Regions from separate parts of the Ovis aries genome. Here region 1 is linked to region 2. The links are chromatin contacts, called in public Hi-C maps. All regions are on one chromosome and are shown on one strand. Each heading gives the region's core, a stretch centred on a gene start, on an enhancer-like site or on the middle of the called end of the contact. The rest is flanking DNA. Distances are from core to core; before and after follow the strand shown.

Evidence for each region. Hi-C and Micro-C count contacts between places; a contact is called where the count stands out from the background.
Region 1: a Hi-C map of liver shows a contact between it and region 2, with 2.4 times the contacts expected there. The contact joins the enhancer-like site here to the promoter of STOM in region 2. A contact is called at or near these places in 3 of 16 Hi-C or Micro-C datasets (hypothalamus, liver and tail adipose tissue).

The regions. Positions count from the first base shown.
Region 1 is chr2:2,227,301-2,232,809 of ARS-UI_Ramb_v3.0, forward strand. It overlaps GSN (gelsolin), which reads right to left. Exons shown (of 17, transcript NM_001246006.1): 11 at 3,718-3,808; 12 at 2,604-2,774; 13 at 1,803-1,977; 14 at 267-391; 15 at 1-38. Among named protein-coding and RNA genes, the nearest start is that of GSN, 40 kb to the right of the region's middle. Within about 2 kb of position 3,176, at least 15 of the 54 cell types and tissues checked have an H3K27ac peak or open chromatin away from gene starts, as enhancers often do. A contact at or near this core is called in liver, where this site is marked.
Region 2 is chr2:2,179,350-2,185,712 of ARS-UI_Ramb_v3.0, forward strand. It overlaps STOM (stomatin), which reads left to right and starts at 2,571. Exons shown (of 7, transcript XM_027964046.2): 1 at 2,571-2,703. The coding sequence starts at 2,643. It overlaps LOC105606506 (a long non-coding RNA gene), which reads right to left and starts at 2,334. Exons shown (of 5, transcript XR_001433962.4): 1 at 1,774-2,334.

The DNA.
Region 1 (5,509 bases), core at 1,926-4,425, 49 kb after region 2:
AAGTCTTCCTGCATGAGCTCACCAGGGACCTCTTCGATCTAGGAAGGGATGGAAGAGGGTAATGAGAGCCCACCTGCAAACCGCCGTCCCCCAGCTCTCTCTGCCCTCCATGGGGAGGGCTGAGCTGGCTCCAGCCTGTGGGGGTCTGCACTGGGTCATCGAAGGTCTCTCCCTGCCCCCGCTGCGGATACCTCAGCTTGCTCCCTGGAAAACACCTCCCAAGGGGCGAGCAGAGGCAGCGACCTCAGACCTCCCCTGGGACTCACCACAAAACGTCCGATCTTGTTGGAGCAAGCGAAGAGGCGAGGAGGGTGGGCGTCCATCTTCTTGTCCTTCAGCCGTGGGGACGTGCGGTAGGCGGCCTTCCCACCCAGGGCCTCCCAGAAGCTATCTGTGAGGGGAGGCCATGCCAGTTACCAGCCGACACCACCTCCCCCTCCAGCACTTCCTTGTAGACTCTGGGACAGACGCTGCCTTCGCACAGCCAAGTGCTCTCAACCGCCACCCGGCATCTTAAAACCCCAGCATGACAAAGAAGGAAAGGGCCTGCAGGACTCGAGGGTGATGAAGCAGAGGCCCGGGAGGGTGGACTGGGCAGCAGACACAGGGCCGGGGCTGCTCCTGGTCTGAGACAGGCGACGCCCTCGAGGCGGCTGAGGCTCAGAGAGGCCGAGCCACTCGCCCAGCGCCAGACAGTGCACGCGGAGTAAGCTCCTCATCCAGCTCCTGTTCCCTGTACTTTCCCACTATAGCTGCTCTAGCCACGTGTGCTTTTTATTCAAATGCATTTTCCCAGCAGTCACATTTAAATACATGTTAATTGAAGCATGTGACTGGCGGTGGTTTAGTCGTGTCTGACTCTTTTCCAGCCCCATGGACTAACCACCAGGCTCCTCTGTCCACAGGATTTCCCAGGCAAGAATACTGGAGTGGGTTGCCATTTCCTTCTCCAGGGGATCTTCCCGACCCAGGGATTGAACCTGAGTCTTCTGCACTGGCAGGGGGATTCTGTACCCCTGGGCCAGCAGGGAACCCCATAGGCACGTGACTCGTGGCCACCGCATGAGACCTAGCAGACACGGGACATGTCCACTCTTTCCAACGTTTTCAGTGGATTATGTGACTCTAGACTGAACTATCCTTCCCCATTTCTGCTCAGCATCAAGCAAGAGAGAGCGGGCTTAAAAGTAAGGAGGGAAAGATCTATGGTTAGCATAATGGAAGTGTTCCTGACCCACACTCTGGAAATAAGGCAGGCTTGTGGCATTTCTGTCCACGAAGCTTCTCAAGGTTAGGCTGATGCTGCCACCTACAATCTTTCACAGCTTTCCCGCAAGTGAGCCCCACTCCAGCTGCCTTCCCCGCCTGCCCCAGCCCACACTGAGCTCTCCTTTCTCTAACTCCCAGACGCCTCCCTCTCACCGACCGCATTCTCATTTTCATCTCGTGTGTACGTGTTAGTTGTGTCCGACTCTTTGTGACCCCATGGACTGTGGCCCGCCAGGCTCCTCTGTCCCTGGGATTCTCCAGGGAAGAATACTGGAGTGGGTTGCCATGCTCTCCTCCAGGGGATCTTCTCAACCCGGAGATCAAACCCAGATCTCCCGCATTGCAGGCAGATTCCTTACTGTCTGAGCCACCAGGGAAGCCCCGTTTTCATCTCACCCACTTTAATGGACACACGTTAAGGGACAAGTACTGAGGCAGGAGGAGGTTAACGAAAGCCCCGAGCAGACAGGAGGCAGGGGAAGCCAGCAGCTCCGTCCCCAGCGAGCAGCAAGCCCCCCGCCCCTCACTCCTACCTGGCTCGCTGCCTTCTGCCACCTGCACGGGTTGGGCCCGAAGCACCCTGAGCAGCTCCAGCGCCCCAGTCTTCTCTGCCTCACTGGCTCCCGCACCCACCCACAGGTAGGCGGCCGAGGGGGTTTTCAGGACAAAGGCATCGTTGGAATTCAGTGCTCCAGCCTTGGGCATCACCTGGGAGGGTAGTGCTCAATTAGTCAATCAGGAAACAGGTAAAAAGGCTTCAGCCCCCTCCTCACGGTCCAGGAGATGCTGCAGCAAGAGCAGCTCTTAAGGGTGGATTTGGAGGAGGGAGCGTGTGCCCCATCAGAGCTGAGGACAAGGACTCGGGACGCTGAGAGGCCTCGCTGACTCCCGTGAGTCACAAATGCACTGTGCTCAGCCAAGGAGACTCTAGAAACCTGGGATGCATTAATAGAAGTTGAGCACCCAGAACAAAGGAGGTGATGATCCCATTGTCCTCTAGGCTGCACAGTAGGATTATGCTCAGCTTCTGCACCTTCCACCATGAAAGGGACAGCAGCCAAGTGGAATGGAATCAAGAACAACATCCAGATCGTGAAGAATGGACTATTTGTTAGGTAGTGACTTGCCCGTCGTGGAAGGTATGCAAGGGACACTGGGCATTCTTGAAACAAGGGGAACTCTAATACATACAATCCTGCTGCCAGGGCAGGGAGATACAAAAAGCTGCTTCTTAGCCCCTCAGCCACCCCCACCAGATCCAGAGATCTGCCCATCAGGCCTGAGAGGTTTCTGAGAGGCCAATCCTGCTGGGGGTCCGGGGCCCGGGGCATTACCTCCACGGCCCGGGTGGCTCCAGAGCTGCTGGCCCGGACCTGGAAGAGGCGGGTGCTGGCAGGGGCCGTCTGCCCACCCTCGCGGGAGGTGCCACCCCTGTAGATGATCATGGGTTTCCCGCCGAACAGGCTCATGAGGTGAGCGGGCTCCTTGCCTTGGACCACACGGCTCTGAGAGGGAGATGGGAGCACAGGTCAGGAAAGGGAGGCACGAGCATCGTGCTGTGCACACACACTGGGCTCAGATCAGGGCAGCTGGCGTGGCCCAGGCTCACCCCCAAACAAGCCGTCACGCTTGGGTCTGTGTGTGGAGCGGGGCGTGGCCCTACAGCGCGCAGGGGCTGGCCGGGGAGCAGGACGTGCAGGAGGGCTGGAGATGGCCCTGCTGGCTGAGGTCCCCCGGGCACTGCTTTGGCGTTTCCCCTCCCACAAGGCCTGGCCTGGCTGAGGCTGGGTCCAGTCCAAGAACCCAGAGAGCCCATGTTTGCAAATATTCCCTTAAATGGAAGCCCAGGGATGGTTCGTGGACATTCTTCCCGGACTGTGACGTCAGCCTCGGCCAAGAAAGCTGGCAGAGTGGTGAGAAAAGAGCCTTCCAGGTCTGGAGAGAGCCCTCCTGCAGAGCCAGTGCAGACTGCGGTCGAGGGCTTGGCGGTGGGAGGAGGGGACAAGGAGGTCTGAGCGGAGGACGGACCTCCTCTGTCCTCCCATCTGCTCCTGCCCTGTGTGCCCGCGTCACTTCAGATTCCAGCTGTGGCCCGTGCTGCCTGTATCCAGATCACCGCACACGGTGGCTCGTGGTCCCTTCCTAGCAAGAGCCACCACTGCTGGGTCAGAGCCTAGACCCCAGCTCCACCCTGCTGGTGAGAATTCAGGCCGTGTGTGATTATACACCCTCTGCCCGCATGTCTAATGAACCTCTTTCTCCCACGACTAGACTGTAATAAACCACATCACAGCGGTTCAGGGCAGGGCGGGGCTGGGAGCCGGGGGGAGGATCTATCTGTGTTCACGTTTGCAGACGCAGCGTCCGCATCCTGCATAAATGTCTGTCAAAAGGATGGATGCGTGGGATGAGGGACGGTCAGATGAGTGAGCAGCGGGCTGGGCTCACCTGCACGGGAGTCCCTCCCAGCTCCTCGTCCAGCTGAGCCGTCAGGATGGCCGAGGCGGCGACCTCATCCTGGGTGGACTGGGCGCCCTGCCTGGAAGGGAAGTGAACCTCAGCACCTCGGTTTGCACAGAGGCCAGGGCCCCTCCGTCACCCTGGGCTTGAGAAACCCACAAATCTCCAGATTACAGGTAATGAAACTGACAAATAGAGAGGAAAAGAGATTTCTCTGAAAAGGAACCAGAGCCAGGAACCAGACCAACACACCACACACCCCAGCTCAGCATGTCGTCTTCTTACAGCGGTCTGACCACAACCAGGGGACGTCCTCGTCCCAAACCTGCCCCACAGGGAGATGCACGGACAGGGGCTTTCTGCCTCACCCCTTCCTCTGCCGTCTAAATTTCCCATGACTGACCTGTGTTATCTGCATAAGCAGTCTAACAGATCAACGTGCTGATCAAAGGAAATGTTCTAAAAGCCTTCTCGTGAATTTTGTTCCATGTGTGTATTATTAATATCTAGTCCAGAAACATTTCTTTCAAGCTGCTTGTAAAAGTCTGAGGTTGTCAAACTGAGAGGCAACCTACAGAATAAGACTAATGCTCTTCCACAGCATCCAAGCTGGGAAAGAAGAGTGATGCCTGAGGAACTGTCACAGATTAAAAGACGGAGAACACGATGATTAAATGCCACTGAGGAGATGTGATGACTAAATATCATGTGAGACCCTGGGTTAGATCCCAGGCCAGAAAAAGGACATTAGTGGGAGAACTGGCAAAATTCAAGAAGCATCTATAGAGGAGGACATGGTCTTGCAACAATGTTAATTTCCCAGTTTTGAAAACTGAACTATGGTTAAGTAAGAGGTGACCCTAGAGGGAACTGTAACAGATAACTGTCTGCACTGTTTTTGCAACTTTTCAGCAAGTCATTTCAAAACGAAAAGTTTAAAAAACAAGAAACCCATCAGTCAACCTTTAAGATTGCACAGAAAGAGAAATGAACTGAAAAATATTATACTGAGATATCATTTTATCAACTCTAAAGTTGACAAACAGCGGAAGTGTGATAACACAGTCCACCAGTGAGACCAGGAGGAAACAGATACTCTCATCTGTCACTGGTGAAAATGCAAACGGCACAAAGTTCATCTAGAGAAACTGGGTGCTATCTGTCAAAAGGACGAGCGCATTCACTGTCAGAGCCAGCAATCCAACTTCTGGGAACTCACTCTAAAGATATTTCTCTACGCATCCAAAATGATGTTTGTTTAAGCCAACTAATCATAGCAGTGCTTGTAATAGTAGGAGTCTGGAATCAAAGCAAATATGCATCCGCAGGGAATTTGTTAAATAAACTACAGGACAGCCACACAGTGGAATATTACATGGCTGTAAAAAAAAAAAAAAAAAAAGAGTAAGGGAGCTCTTTATGGACTGACATAGTCTGAGCTCCAGGAAGTATTAACTGAAAAAAAAAAAAGCAAAGTGCAGGACAGTATACACAGTATGCCATCTTTTGCATAAGGAAGGGAGGGGAACTAGGGATACAGGGTCAGCTTTGCTTTTATCTGCATAAAAATGGCTGGAAGGGTATGTAAGAGGCTAATGAAGGCAAGCACCCACAGAGGAGTGAGGGTTTTAGAGCAAGGTGGGAAAAGTCGTAAACATATCATCTCTCGTTAAAGAATTAAAAATAATTCTTAGTTAGAAAACATCAGAGGATAAATAGAACTTAGAGTGGAATTGAGGGAGAGATTTTCTGTTCGTTTCTCCCTAGTCCCCATGTCTCT
Region 2 (6,363 bases), core at 1,321-3,820:
TGGAATGGGTTGCAAAGCCCTTCTCCAGAGAATCGTCCCAACCCAGGGATAGAACCCAGGTCTCCCGAATTGCAGGTGGATTCTTTACCATCTGAACCACCAGGGAGCCCAAATCATTACTGAAATTCCCTCAAAGAGAGAGGGTGATACAACAGTATTTATTTACAAAGTATGTTTTAAATTTTATTTATTAATTTTTGACTGCACTGGGTCTTTGTTGCTGCACGCAGGCTTTCTCTAGCTGCAGTAAGTGTGAGCTACTCTTCATTGAAGTGTTCGGGCTCTAGAACGTGACTTCAGTAGTTGTGGCCCACGGGTTCAGTTGCTTCATGCCATGTGGAATCTTTCCAGATTAGGGATCAAACCCTCATCCCCTGCATTGACAGGTGGATTGCTAACCACCGGACCACCAGAAAGTCCTAAAGGACGTTTAATCAGTAAATTTATATAGAATATGCATGAGAAAGCCAGAATACAATAGCTTCACGGGCAAACAAAATTCAGCATTTTAAACTCTTAAATCTGGAAATTCCCATCTACTTTGAGAGTAATTTAAAAATCAAGTCAAAGCTTGTTCTCAGTTTGGAGCCTGGAATTAGCTCCCACACTGATGCAATCTGAAGCCAGGGCCAACAAATGTTTACCAAAGTCTTTGTCCCAAAGGGAGAAGCCGCTTTTCTAAGCCTCCAGGAGGGAGGCTGTCGGGATCGCCTTGAGATTCGAATCAAGGCAGCAGGAGTAATAGTGCAAACACGAAATTCATTCTGAAGCATTTCCCTTTCCAGCAAACAGGAAAGCTACTTTCCCACCACTTCCAATTTGTGATCAAGCCCTCCTTTATTAAAGGTTTTAATTAGCTGCTTGTGCCTTCACTCCTTATTCCTGGGAACCATGGCATAAACAGGAAGTTCATGCCTCTGGGGCTTATTTGTTGCGGAATGGAAAATATGAAGCTGTGGACTTTCTCAAGGATGACTGAGAGGGAAAGGAGCCTTAAATTGCCATACTCCCCTCCTTATCTTCTCCAGAAGGCTTATAAACCAAGCCACTTCACAAGCAGTACTCCACTCCCACGAATATAAACAGTTCTTTCCCGATGTGACTGGAGATAAACTTGAGAGTTCTGCCTTAGGCTTGTACCATACGCTAGTGCCTGCACCCCAAAGCAACCGTGATCTGCCACCCAACACCCTTACAACTGTGTGTGCCCCGCTGTCTACCCTGACAACCACGGGGCTCCAGAGCTAAAGCTAAAAAGTCTACCATATCAGCTACCCAAACACCACAGTGCTGGATATTCTAAGGCCAGGCCGATGGAACAGCCCTGCAGCTTGACTGTAACGGTAGTTAAACAAAACTAGGCATGAGGCAAAATGGCACAGAAGGATACATACTTCGCGAGCCACTGTCGATTTCCTAGCTTTGATACTACACCTAAGATTTAACTATGAGAGGGAACTAGCTAGAGTGGACACATAAGCTCTCGCTACTGTCTTTGCAACTTGCGGAGAATCTGTATTTATTTCCAGATGAAAAAAAAAATTTTTTTAAGGGCATCTGCTCGTGCACCTCGCCATACTTTGAAATGCTTGCATCGGGACAAGTCATCGAGAATAAAACACAGCCCGGTTTTCCACCGTGAGGTTTCAGCCACCACCCAGCAGAAAGCTGGAGGTGGGGAATCCTCTCGCTAGTGCTTTTCTCTCCGCCTGGGATTCCCTCACCGACCTCCCACCGCGCCTGTCCTCCTTCCCACGGGTGGCTCCTTCTCACCTCTCGGTCAATGCCGCCTCCTTACCGAGGCTTTCCCTTGGCCCGGCATCTAGAGCGGCTACTCTCGGGGCTTTCCGAGCTCCCGGAGCCGTTCACTGCGGGCGCCCGCGGCCACGCGCAATGATTTGCTTTGTTGACTCGCCTGTAACAACTCCAGGAGGGCGGGCCCCGCGTCTCCCCGCGGCGTGCTGGGTCCCCAGCAATGAGTGCCCCGCCTGACTACGGCGGGGAAAGGACTTTATTTCAGTAAAGGGCACCTCATTCGAGTTCACTCCTTTGGGCTCGAGGCTGGCCGCACCGCCCTCTTCCCCTCTCACCACGGGAGCTCCCGGTCTAGGGCGGGCTCTGGTGCCCTCACTCTGGACGCGTGCCCCTCTGCTGCCTCCCTTCACCTGGCCCCTACCCGCCCAAGGAGGGCACCATCTCCTTCCAATTCGTTTGCCCAGAAGGAAGCCGTTTCAGAGCCTTTCTCCATAGCCCTCCCTCAGGCCACCCTCTCAGCCCCTTCCCCTATCTCCTCAGCCGCCGCTCCCACCCGGGTGGCCTCCGCCCTTCATTTCCGGCGACGCCCCTCCTTCCGGTGCTGCCCCCGGCCCGGACCCCGGCCTCAGGGGCGCCTCGCCCCTCAGGCCACGCCCCTCAGCCCTTGGCTAGCTGGGAGGGCGGGAGGAGAGGCCCCGTGGGAGGGGCGGGCGGCGGCTGGGGGCGTGTCCTCCTCCGTCCTGGGCGGCGATTGGCTGGGCCGCGGAGAAGGGGCGGGACTGCTGCCTGTGTCTCGGGGCTCCCGGGTCGTCTCCGGGCATTCTTCGCAGCTCCACCTCAGGCTCCGGCGACTTCGACGCGAGAGTAGCGACTCTGGTTCGGGCAGCATGTCTGACAAGCGGCCAGCAGTGGACACCCAAGCTCGGCGGCTTCCCGATTCCTTCAAGGGTGAGCCCCGTGCCCCTGGCGAGGCCCGTGGGGTCGCCCGCCGTCCCCTTCATCTCCTTTCGGGAAGAGCCCCAACCCAAAGCCCCAGGAATATCTCCGAGGTTCCATAGCCGAGTGACTGTTGCTCACAACCGACGTCTCTGCCCCTTGTACGCGGAGAATGATGAACCCTACTTCCCAGGCTGAGGGGAAAGTTTTAGGGATGTTAGGGTGCAGAATGCACGCCCAGTGCCCCGCACAGCCGGGACGCGGCATCGAGGGCGTGTCTCCGGTGCCCACAGCCAGAGCAGAGACTCGCGTTATCCAGCGGCTGCCAGATGCCAGGCCCTGTGCCAGCGCTTTCCGCTCGTTATCTCGTGGCGTGCACGAGTGACGGGCGGCAGCGGCTGGTGGAATCGGGGCCCAAACCTGCCCGCCACGCCCGGGGCGCGGGGGAAGTTGGCGTCTTCGCCCCACTCCGTTCCAGCCCCATCCGGGGACAGCTCCGCCACCCCGCTCTCGCCCACCCTCAGAGTAAGCCCGGGTCCTCCCGAGCTAGAAAGAACTCCTCCTGCTCCCCACCCTGGCCAGTTTGTCCTACTAAACCCGGGAACAGACCGGTGCGGTTTCGCCACAGGTTCCCTACACAGTTGCGGAAGAAGGCTCTTTTTGGCATCCTTCCTGTATCTCTTCCCAGCTTCACTTTCCGCCTCGCTCTGGCCCCTCCACTTCCCTTCCTTTGTTCTAGGAACATCGGCATGCTGGCTTTTGGCCCTCCCTAGGAATTGTGAGTTCCCCACCCTACCAGGGCCTTCCCAGTCTTGAAGACAGAAATTGTGTGGCTCAATTTGTTCCCCTATGAAGGGACTAGCACCCTTGAGAGGGCTAGCTCCTCGAACCGTTACTGGCTAACTCCTTGGGGGAGATGGGGGTGGTTCATAAAGAGAGGCTGTAAACCTCTCAGGAGTACTGGTTCCCTCCCAGGGGTTCTTAGTGATCCAAAGGAATTCTTCCTAAGGACAGAATTTAAGACAGAATGACAGTGAAAAATTTAGGGGGCTGGATGGGCTTTTCCAGCACCCCACAAAGATCACTGTACTGCAGGGGTCCCCAGACTCTGGGATTTAATGCCCGATGATCTGAGGTGGAGCTGATGTAATGATACTGGAAAGAAAGTGTCCAGTGAAGGTAATGCACATGAGTCATCCCGTCCACCCCTACCCCCACCTCCATGTGTGGAATCATTGTCTTCCAGGAAACTGGTCCTTGGTGCTAAAAAGGTTGAGGACCGCTGCACTGGACTCATCAGTTCTGATTATTTGTGATGACAGCCTTGTCCACTGATCCAGCATGCCCCCATTTCCTTTTCCAGCAATCTTTGTCTTTAGTTCCATTCCAGGAACATCAAAAGAATTATAGAAATCTTAAATTGTCACTTTTCTGTACCTTAAGTTTGGTGACACTCTGGTAGGAAATCCATGGAAGTTCTTTGGGAATAAACATGATCTTTGGACTTAATGTGAGTTGTTTTTCATGCTCACAGAACAGCATTCACTCTTTAAGTTCTTTTTCTTGATTCTGTACTTCACTACTTTTTAGACAGAAGTCTTTTTAAGAATCTAATGAAAACTGTGCACCTTTTCCTCTGAAAGTTATACATATAAACAACATTTTGCCTGGGCTCTGTCACCTTTTTTTAAAAAATGTAAGACTTAGAGACGTGGCACTGATAGGAAAGCCAGTACGAGAATTTATTAAAGAGAATTTACCGAATGCTTGCCACGTGCCAAACACAGCCCAAATGCTTTAGAAGCTTTATCCAGTGCAATCCTCTAACAGCTCCACAAGGAGAACGTCATTCTCTATCCCTTTACAGCCAAGAAACTGAAGCTCAGAGTGGAAAACATCACACACACCTGTGAACTAGGTTCCGCCTTGAACTGACTTTGCAAATCATTTCCCCCATCCTGGAGCTGTTTCCAGAAAGTGAAGGTGTTAGTCGCAGTTCGTGTGGTACTCTTTGCAACCCTCTGGGCTGTAGCCTGCTAGGCTTCTCTGTCCATGGAGCTCTCCAGGCAAGAATACTGGAGTAGTCATTCTCTAACTCCAGGAGATCTTCCCAACCCAGGGATTGAGCTTCCAGAACCAGAGGTTGAACCCAGGTTTCCTGCGTTGCAGGCAGATTCTTTACTGTCTGAGCCATCAGGGAAGTCCTCAGGCTCTCTGGAATGCAGACCCAAAAGGAGGAGCTTGTCAAGCATCAGCAGAAGCTGAGAGACCGCAAAGGAACCCAGCTTCAGTCAAGAACTCCTGGATAAGACAATTCCAGAGGGCTGCTTCCGAGAGAAGCAGTGGAATATAAAAGCCCAAACTGTCCCGTTATGATTTTGCTGATAATTAGTCTTAGGAACGTAAATATGACCATACCCTCAGGCAAGACTAGTCTTTCTTTAAAGCCAGTGCGTCCACTCTGTAATGAAATAATGCAGGTGGGTTACAAAGACATGCGTGATTATAATTAAGAGTCATGTCAACGGGATAAATCCCTTTGGGAGAATGCCTGAAAATAAGCAGAATCAGGGGACTGCTTTGTTTATTTCAGTTGTTACAGTTGATCAGATGGGGAATACTTTGTAACTTATTTAATGATTAATCTGAGTTAAATCCATCAGTGGTCATAGATTAACTCAAGGATGACAAGTCTGCAGAAGTTGGCATTTATGTCACTTTTTATAATTAAATAGGTTATTGGACCCACCTCATGGTATAACTTGCACACTGTAAAAGACAAAGTCATTGATCACCTGGTCAACTTTGAAGAAAAAAAATTTTTTAATGTTGATAAATATGATAAAGATTGGATTCAAAGTCTGTTTTGTAAGAAGATGTCAGAAAACACTTTCCTGAAAAATATTGTAACCATAAAAATGACCCCCTCTTCTCTGTTTCTGCCTGACAATCTGTGCCAGCCTCCATCATAATGTTTATTATACACAGTACTATAAATATAAATTATAATCACCTTTGTTAGACCAGGAGAGCTTCTGAAAGCAGAGGATTGTGTCCTTGATCACGGTAGTAAGTTCAGAATCAAGTGCCTAGTAGGTTTGCAAAAATATTTGTTGAAAGAAAAAGGAAGGAGTGAGATAAAGTTTACATTAATGGAGACATTTTTCTGTTTACAGTTTGTTTTATTAAGTTTGTTACAACTCAAATGATTGATTTTAGGGTATGGACTTTTTCCTCATACATGTCCTCATTACAGATAGACTATCTGGGTTTATGTTATCGATGAAAGGATTGTAATTGTCAAAGTAATATATGGTACTTAATAAGGAATCTCCTTTGTTTATGAAAGTGTGGAAAGAGCGGTTAGAGGTCACAGTAGAAAGAAGGAAGTGTGCGTCAGATCTCTGCTAACACACACCATTCTTCCGTTCTTTTTGGACCTTTGTCTATACTCTGAGACTTGTAAAGACACCTGAGCCCCAGACGTTTGCCCTGACATTTCAGCAGATTAGCCTTGAAGTTGCTGGCAATAACAGGTCTGTCCTAAAATATCAGACAATGTAAATTAGATACTAGCCTTGCCTAGTTGTAAATATGCATGGATGGTAAGATTGTATAGATAGTGAAATGAGGGTAGAATCTAAAATTCAAAGGTCTGAACTGAGACCTCAG